Linked DNA regions of Ovis aries: region 2 is linked to region 1. Evidence: chromatin contacts called from public Hi-C data. All regions are on one chromosome and are shown on one strand. The core of a region is the stretch at or near the end of the contact, and the rest is flanking DNA. Distances in the headings are between cores, read along the strand shown.

The links. A called contact is a pair of places that touch in the nucleus more often than the background predicts.
Region 2: a contact with region 1 is called in a Hi-C map of liver, with 7 times the contacts expected there. The contact joins the promoter of PDS5A here to the enhancer-like site in region 1. A contact is called at or near these places in 7 of 16 Hi-C or Micro-C datasets (blood, liver, muscle and 1 more).

Annotation. Positions count from the first base shown.
Region 1 is chr6:59,309,067-59,312,812 of ARS-UI_Ramb_v3.0, forward strand. LIAS (lipoic acid synthetase) reads left to right here. Exons shown (of 10, transcript XM_042251319.1): 7 at 2,512-2,657; 8 at 3,310-3,380. Among named protein-coding and RNA genes, the nearest start is that of RPL9, 12 kb to the left of the region's middle. Within about 2 kb of position 2,130, at least 7 of the 54 cell types and tissues checked have an H3K27ac peak or open chromatin away from gene starts, as enhancers often do. A contact at or near this core is called in liver, where this site is marked.
Region 2 is chr6:59,741,300-59,745,128 of ARS-UI_Ramb_v3.0, forward strand. PDS5A (PDS5 cohesin associated factor A) reads right to left here and starts at 1,417. Exons shown (of 33, transcript XM_015096447.3): 1 at 1,223-1,417; 2 at 190-367. The coding sequence starts at 327. It overlaps LOC101110238 (ATP-dependent RNA helicase DHX29-like), which reads left to right and starts at 648. Exons shown (of 6, transcript XM_042251084.2): 1 at 648-680; 2 at 807-1,415; 3 at 1,459-1,834. The coding sequence starts at 648.

The DNA of each region.
Region 1 (3,746 bases), core at 880-3,379:
AACATCTCTTGAATCCAAGAGAGGGTACAATGTGGTGCTTTCTACATCTGTTCTCTCATAAAACAACTCCAAAAAAAAAAGTTGCAATTTGGTTTGTGAAAAAGTCTATTAGTTTCTCAGTCATTTCTACTGCTTATCAAAGGGAACAGCTCTATTACCTAGTTCATACTTTAATGCTTGAATGCATAGTATAAATAGATAAATGTTTAGCTTGTATTTCATTTAAGCAAAGCTCATGACTCAGCAACTCAGAAGACAGGTTTTAAAGCCCAGAACACTTGTGAAATATTTTACCAAGAGGAGGGCATTATTCATGAATTTTAAAAGAAATCAAAATTAAGGCAATCACTTTATATTCACATAAGAGGTACCCCAATTTACTTTCATAAAAATATGTTATTTTTTATTTAATATTTAATATTTTAATTTCTTCAAACACCTTTTAATAAAGTTTAAAAGTTTATGTCATCCCAAAATTTATTCTGATCATTATTTGCAAGCAGATGTGTTTTAACCACAGTGTATATATTATCTGATGTTCTAGGTTGTCACTGTTTTCATTTAACAGTTCATATATAAGCATTTGTCTGTTGGTGCTGTTCTTGGCAAGATTCTGAAGCTTACTGTGCTGAAACTGATGCTGAATGCATACTGATGATTTCTATTTTGAGCAAGTTTCGTCAATTCTTTTCCTCAGTGTGATACCTATCTCTTTTTCACTATAGGAATCCAAAAATTCTTGTGGAATGTCTCACCCCTGATTTCCGAGGAGATCTTAAAGCGATAGAGAAAGTTGCCCTGTCAGGATTAGATGTATACGCACATAATGTAGAAACAGTTCCAGAATTACAGAGGTGATTTCATGTATGGAGTAATGTTGGGAAGTTTGGAGGGTCAAATCTGCTATACTTTCTTTCAGGGGAGAAGATTGTAATTTTATAAAGTGAACTCTCTTTAAACAAAACTGTGTTTTTTAAAAAATATATATATGTCTAGTACAGAAATATTAGAAAATATAGACAACAAAAAGAGTGTAGACATCATCCATATTTCCACCTGGTAATATCAGTTACTTACATCTCAGTGTCTATATACTTACATATTTATGCATGTGTGTATATGTTTTGGTATACGCATACAAACATAACTAGCATCTTTTTTTCTTTCCTTTTTTTGGTAAAGTATTGCAAGTGCTGATGAGCTGGGTTTTTTTCCCAAAGAACAATTTTCAAAAAGAAACATATTACAAAAGAGCAATTGATTGTAGTTCTAAAAAAGGACATATAACAATGCATTTGACAATAATATATACAGTAAGTGATGCTGAAAAAAAATGGTATCATTCAGATGTATTTTAAGTCTCTTTTAAAAAAGTAGGTACTGTGCTTTCTTACTCTTCCTAGTAATTTTAGTAGTTAAGAATAATTATAGATTGTTATTCTGTATCAATAACTATTCGTATTTCAGAAAAATAAAAAATTTCAGGCAAGATTATACATTCATTTTCATTATTTTAGTAAAGCATTTGGTAGTGATTTTATTAGGTTCTACACGTTATTCTGTGTCAGAAGTATGATAAACAACAACCAGCATTTCTACTAAATCATAACTGTATTAGGGAGCATAATTTAAATTCAGTGGATAAATACTTTCAAAAAGTATTTTCCTTATTATCAGTATTGTGGTTACTTTTAAATTCATAAATTTGTTCCCTCTCCTCCTGTGTGAACTGGTCTCTGATTAAAAATAGCAACCATAACAACAGATCAGTTACACAGAATAAAGGTACATTAGAGTTCAAATCAATGCAATTTAACGTCAGCAACTGTGTCCTTTGGGCCTTTATCCATTTAAAACTTGGTGGTTTGTCCCCTGTTGAAGTCAAGCACACAGCCTGTTCCAGCCTTGTCATATCTTATGATCCCACCACCAGTGGGTGCCAGTTTCTCTGTTTTCATTTAAAAAACATTATCCTTTCCAGTGAAAATTCCAGAATAGTGCTTTTTTTTTTTTTTAAACCTAAGAAATGTCAATGCTGTGAGTTACCAGCAGAGGGCAGCTTAGTCTTTAGAAAAGAAATGAACATAGAAGTTTCAGTCCTCTGAAATGGTTCAGGTTAAACAGTTTTTTCTTTGTTCAGTATCGAAATTTTCTTCCATGTTTCCCCCTTCTCTCAGTTACCCTTATAACCACTCATTCTCCGGCTGAAGAATCCTGGTTTCTCAATAAGTAATTCATAAACTGAATTACTTCATTCATGACTTCTGTTCTCATTTTCCCTGCCCCAGGCTTGAAAGGCCTGAAAAGTCAACAGAACTGGGGGCCTAGTGAAGCCTTATTTTCTTTCCCAAAGTAACAGTTAGACATTTGTGCACAAATGCTGCCATTGACCCATATGATGCAGCGTGATGTCCAGAATGTACCTTCCTGGTGTTTCAGCTTGCTTGCATAATTATGTACTTAGTTGAGTTTGTGGTTATTCTTGCTGACAACAGCTCTGCTGTTTTCAAGGAAAGTTCGTGATCCCCGGGCCAATTTTGACCAGTCTCTACGCGTACTAAAACATGCCAAGGAGGTTCGACCTGATGTTATTTCTAAAACATCTATTATGTTGGGTTTAGGTGAGAATGATGACCAAGTATATGCCACGATGAAAGGTAAAGAAATTGAAAAATGAAAACTCTTTTCCATTTAACTTGAGTGATAGCAGGAATCCCACTTTGGAAGACCTGGTATGCTTTCTCCATAGTCTCAGTGAAAGTGCTAGTGAGAACAAAAATTTAGGATGTGGTTATAAACAGCAGCATAGAAAGGAAAGGAAGAATGTTTTCTTAAAACTTTATGGAATGATGTACAGGATGCTTAGAATGTGGAATTTGCATTCCATTTTATTCCTTACCCTTTCATCAACTAAAAACATGATTTTGTCTGCTTTTCTTGTCCAGTCAAGACAATTTTTGAGTGCTAGCCAGGTACCAGGAGCTCTGTCAACCACTGACAGCTCAAAGATGACTAAGATGAATCCAGGCCTTTGAGAAAGTGCTTACTTACAGCATTGTTACATAGCATGGTGTGCTTTTGACTTTTAGTCTATTAAATCTGTTTGCTTTGCAATTCTTGAGCTTCTTAAATTTTAAAATATAAAAGCTTTTATTTTACCTGAAGGCCCTTGGCGAACTTGCAGTTATCTATTGGTTCGAAGAGTAATAAGTTCAAATAATAATTAAAAGCTACTCTTTACAGCAATGCATACAGATAGCACTGTAAAAAAAAAATCTGCTCATGTAATGTGTGCTTTTCTTCCTATAGCTCTTCGTGAGGCAGATGTGGACTGTTTGACTTTAGGACAATATATGCAGCCAACAAAGCGCCACCTTAAGGTACAACTACCATAGGTTGCCAAATGTTTCTTGGCAGTTTGAATTAAATCTTTATTTTCTATAGGTAAAATTCAGAAGCTGCTTTTTAGTGTAATGTTCCATGTATATTTCTGAGTTCCCGTTCCATTTTATTATCTGCATAAAGCGGCTATTCTGGCACTTATTTGCTGCCCTCAATATTGTCTTACGAAAGTGACCTATAGGAAAAAAACTTTTGAGTTGGGAAGTACATTCATATCACTCCTACCAGTCTTGTGATTTGTTTTAGAATTATATGAGAGCCAGAGGTGAAGTAAGAAAGAAAAGCCAGTCTCCCTATTTCTATATCAGACATTTATTCATTCATTCAGAAAACTTTTTTTGAGT
Region 2 (3,829 bases), core at 167-2,666, 430 kb after region 1:
AGATACAGCCAAGACAGAACAATACCTTTCAGAGGGGGTAAAAGAAAAGACATAAAATATCTTTAAAAAAAAAACAACACCTGGTAGGTGAAACTTAAGGCCAGGCCTAGCAGAGCAGTAATACCACAGGAGAGAGCACCTCCTACCACAAACGTCTGAAGTGAGAATATTCTGTCCAGAGAAACTTACCTTCAGTCGTTTGATCATTTCGTCCGTGGTGATCTTGTCGGTGATCTCCTTTACCCCCGGAGGGTAAGCGATCTTCCCGTCGGCACTCACGACGCCACAGAGGGCAGTGGCAGGCTTGGGCTGCGCGGTGAAGTCCATCCTGGGGGACAACTTTTCTTTCACAGTCCTCTACCGGCCTCTATCGGTCAGAAAACAAAAGTTCAGCGGGAAAGGGGCGACTTTGTAACCTCTTTTTTCATTTCAAAAATCCTAATCTGCAAAGGGTCCTTTCTCCAGGGAGGCCCGGGGCTCGGCGGCGGCCCCCCTACCCACTCGTTCCCGGGGCTTGGATCCTGGTGGCCGCCTCGCCGCCCCCACCCACGCGGGCCCCGCCAACCTCGGGCCCTCGGGGCTCCCCGGCACCGGCGGCCGCGGGAAGCGCCGAGCAGAGCCAGGAGTTTCCCATTCCTCCTTTCACAATGAAATCCCACCCCCAAGCACCGAGGTCCGAAGTTTGGAGGCTTTGAGAGCCCAGCGAGCCCCCTAAGGCCCCGGTTCGGTCAGAGAGAAGCCTCGAATCCCCACCCGGCCGGTCCCCTCCGGGAAAGGAGACGCGAGGCCTATAGGGCTCGGCTTAGGCCGCAAAACTAGGGACCCAACGGGACCTACACGCAGCGGCGGCTCCTGGGAACCTACGCCCTTGCCGGGCAAAGCTTCGGGACCCCAGGTGGCCCCGCCACGCTCCCGCCCCTCCCGTGTCCCGGTCCCTCACCCCGCGGGAGGGGAAAACAAGCTGCCCTCCACCCCGAACCCCAAGCCAGGAAGCGGCTGACGCGGCTCCGCACTTCACATTTTGTTCCTTCAACTTCGGCTCAGGGACCGCGAAGGCTTCTCTCGCCCCCGGCCACTCGGCGCAGTCCGGTGCCGCCGAGGCCTTATCGGCACCTCCAGGCAGCCCCGCCGGGCCTCAGTCCTGCGCCCCCCCTCTCCGGTCTCCCCTTCCGTCCCCTCCCTCCCCAGCCGAGGGCGGGAGCCGAGCCGCCGCCGCCTTTACCTCCTCCTCATGCGGGCGGAAGGTGCATCGAGCGCCCGGGCCTCTGTCAGGTGGTTGCGGAGCCGCCGCCCCTCTCCGGGCTGCACACAAAGCGGCTCCGCGGGTCCCGCCGCCGCCGCCGCCCGCCCCGGAGCGGCGCTGGGGCTGGCGGTGCCGAGGAGGAGCAGTCGCCGCGGGGGGAGACGCGGGGCGAGTGAGAGCTGGGCGGGGAGACACTGCCGCTCTCCGTCTGGCAGAGGAAAAGCAGCCTCGGAGAAGCCTCCTCCGGGAGCGTGTGCGCGTGTGTCCGCCCCGGACCCCGGCTGCCCGCCCGCCAGCACCTCGCGCCGGCCGGGTCCGCCGACCCGGACCCGGACGCCCCTAGCAGCGGCGCGCGCGCGGCCGTCCGTACTCCCGGCAGCCGGCGCCTCTCGCACACACCGACGGGTCACGCGAGCGGTGCGAGAGCACGCGAGAGCAGGGAGCGCGCCTCGCTCCCGCCCCTTCCTCCGCCGGCCTTGCCTCCGCCTCCCTCGGGCCTCAAGCGGCGGCGCGCGGGGCAAACAGCGCCGCCACCCGGTTGGCGCCAACACCTGCCGCACCGAGCGCCTTCGAGAGGACCGGACCCAAAAGGCGAGCAGAGGAGGAGCCTGGCTGGCGGGAAGCGACCCGGCGCCCACGGCCTTTTGGGGCCAAGTTGGATGAACGGAGTTTATTACCGTTTGCCGCGGAGTTGAGTTCTTGACTTTTGGGATTCATCCTAAACGACGTGGATGGAAATGGTTGAAAAATGGTTAATTACTCGGTGATAATGAACCTCCCTAGGGACAGAAGATCTGCAACCTGAGGAAAAGTTTTGCAACATGGCACAACGTGTGCTTCTCATTCTTGTTTCTTTTGACAGCCACCAGAGTTTGCCCTCTCCTCTTTAGATCTCTAAAATTAATATTTTGAAAACTGCAAAATATGTAAATTGCACTGAGTCGAGTAGTTCTCAAAGAATAGAAGAAATTTCCTGGACTGCACTCCCAATCAGGATTTCTGAGACTGGAATTCAGAAATAAGCATGTTTACAAATTGGAAAGCTAAGTCTTATGAATATGGAGTAACTCATTAAAAATTTTTTTAATATACCAAAGGATAGCTTTTTCTTTCAGCCAAAGGAAAACTCAGTGTAGTGGTGTTTGAGCAGTTTAAAATAAAAAACTGAAGCAAATGAACCTCTGGAGCACATATATAATTTCCAAAGATGAAGTTAGAAAGAGAAAATAATTTGAAATAGTCTTCAGTTCTTGAAACTGATCGCTACTGTACTTTAAAATGATATCTGATTATTTAAATTATTCTTGATGGATGTTAATTGGTCTTTTCCACATCCTTTATTTGATCTTAAAAATATTATAGGTGCTGCCCTCACTGAATTGTTTTTCAAGTAATATAAAAGGAAGCAATTATCTCAGAATCTAATACACCGCAGTTGCTGATTTGCTAGTTCAGTTCAGTTCTGTTCAGTCGCTCAGTCGTGTCCCACTCTGCGACCCCGTGAATTGCAGCACGCCAGGCCTCCCTGTCCATCACCAGCTCCCGGAGTTTACCCAAACTCATGTCCATCCAGTCGGAGATGCCATCCAGCCATCTCATCCTCTGTCGTCTCCCCTCCTCCTGCCCCCAAGTCCCTCCCAGCATCAGGGTCTTTCCCAGTGAGTCAACTCTTTGCATGAGGTGACCAAAGTATTGGAGTTTCAGTTTCAGCATTAGTCCTTCCAATGAACACCCAGGACTGATCTCCTTTAGGATGGACTAGTTGAATTTCCTTGCACTCCAAGCGACTTTCAAGAGTCTTCCCCAACACCACAGTTCAAAAGCATCAATTCTTTGGTATTCAGCTTTCTTCACAGTCCAACTCTCACATGCATACATGATCACAGGAAAAACCATAGCCTTGACTAGATGGACCTTTGTTGGCCATGTAATGTCTCTGCTTTTGAATATGCTATCTAGGTTGGTCATAACTTCCTTTCCAAGGAGTAAGTGTCTTTTAATTTCATGGCTGCAATCACCATCTGCAGTGATTTTGGAGCCCAAGAAAATAAAGTCTGATACTGTTTCCACTGTTTCCCCATCTATTTCCCATGAAGTGATGGGACCGGATACCATGATCTCAGTTTTCTGAATGTTGAGCTGTAAGCCAACTTTTTCACTCTCCTCTTTCACTTTCATCAAGAGGCTTTTAGCTCCTCTTCACTTTCTGCCATAAGGGTGGTGTCATCTGCATGTCTGAGGTTACTGATATTTATCCCGCCAATCTTGATTCCAGCTTGTGTTTCCTCCAGTCCAGCGTTTCTCATGATGTACTCTGCATAGAAGTTAAATAAGCAGGGTGACAATATACAGCCTTGATGTACTCCTTTTCCTATTTGGAACCAGTCTGTTGTTCCATGTCTAGTTCTAACTGTTGCTTCCTGACCTGCATACATGTTTCTCAAGAGGAAGGTCAGAGGGTCTGCTATTCCCATCTCTCTCAGAATGTTCCATAGTTTGTTGTGATCCACACAGTCAAAGGCTTGACATACTAAGCTCTACATAATTTTTTAATATATGTAAATGAAAGAGTAACTTTAGCTGCTA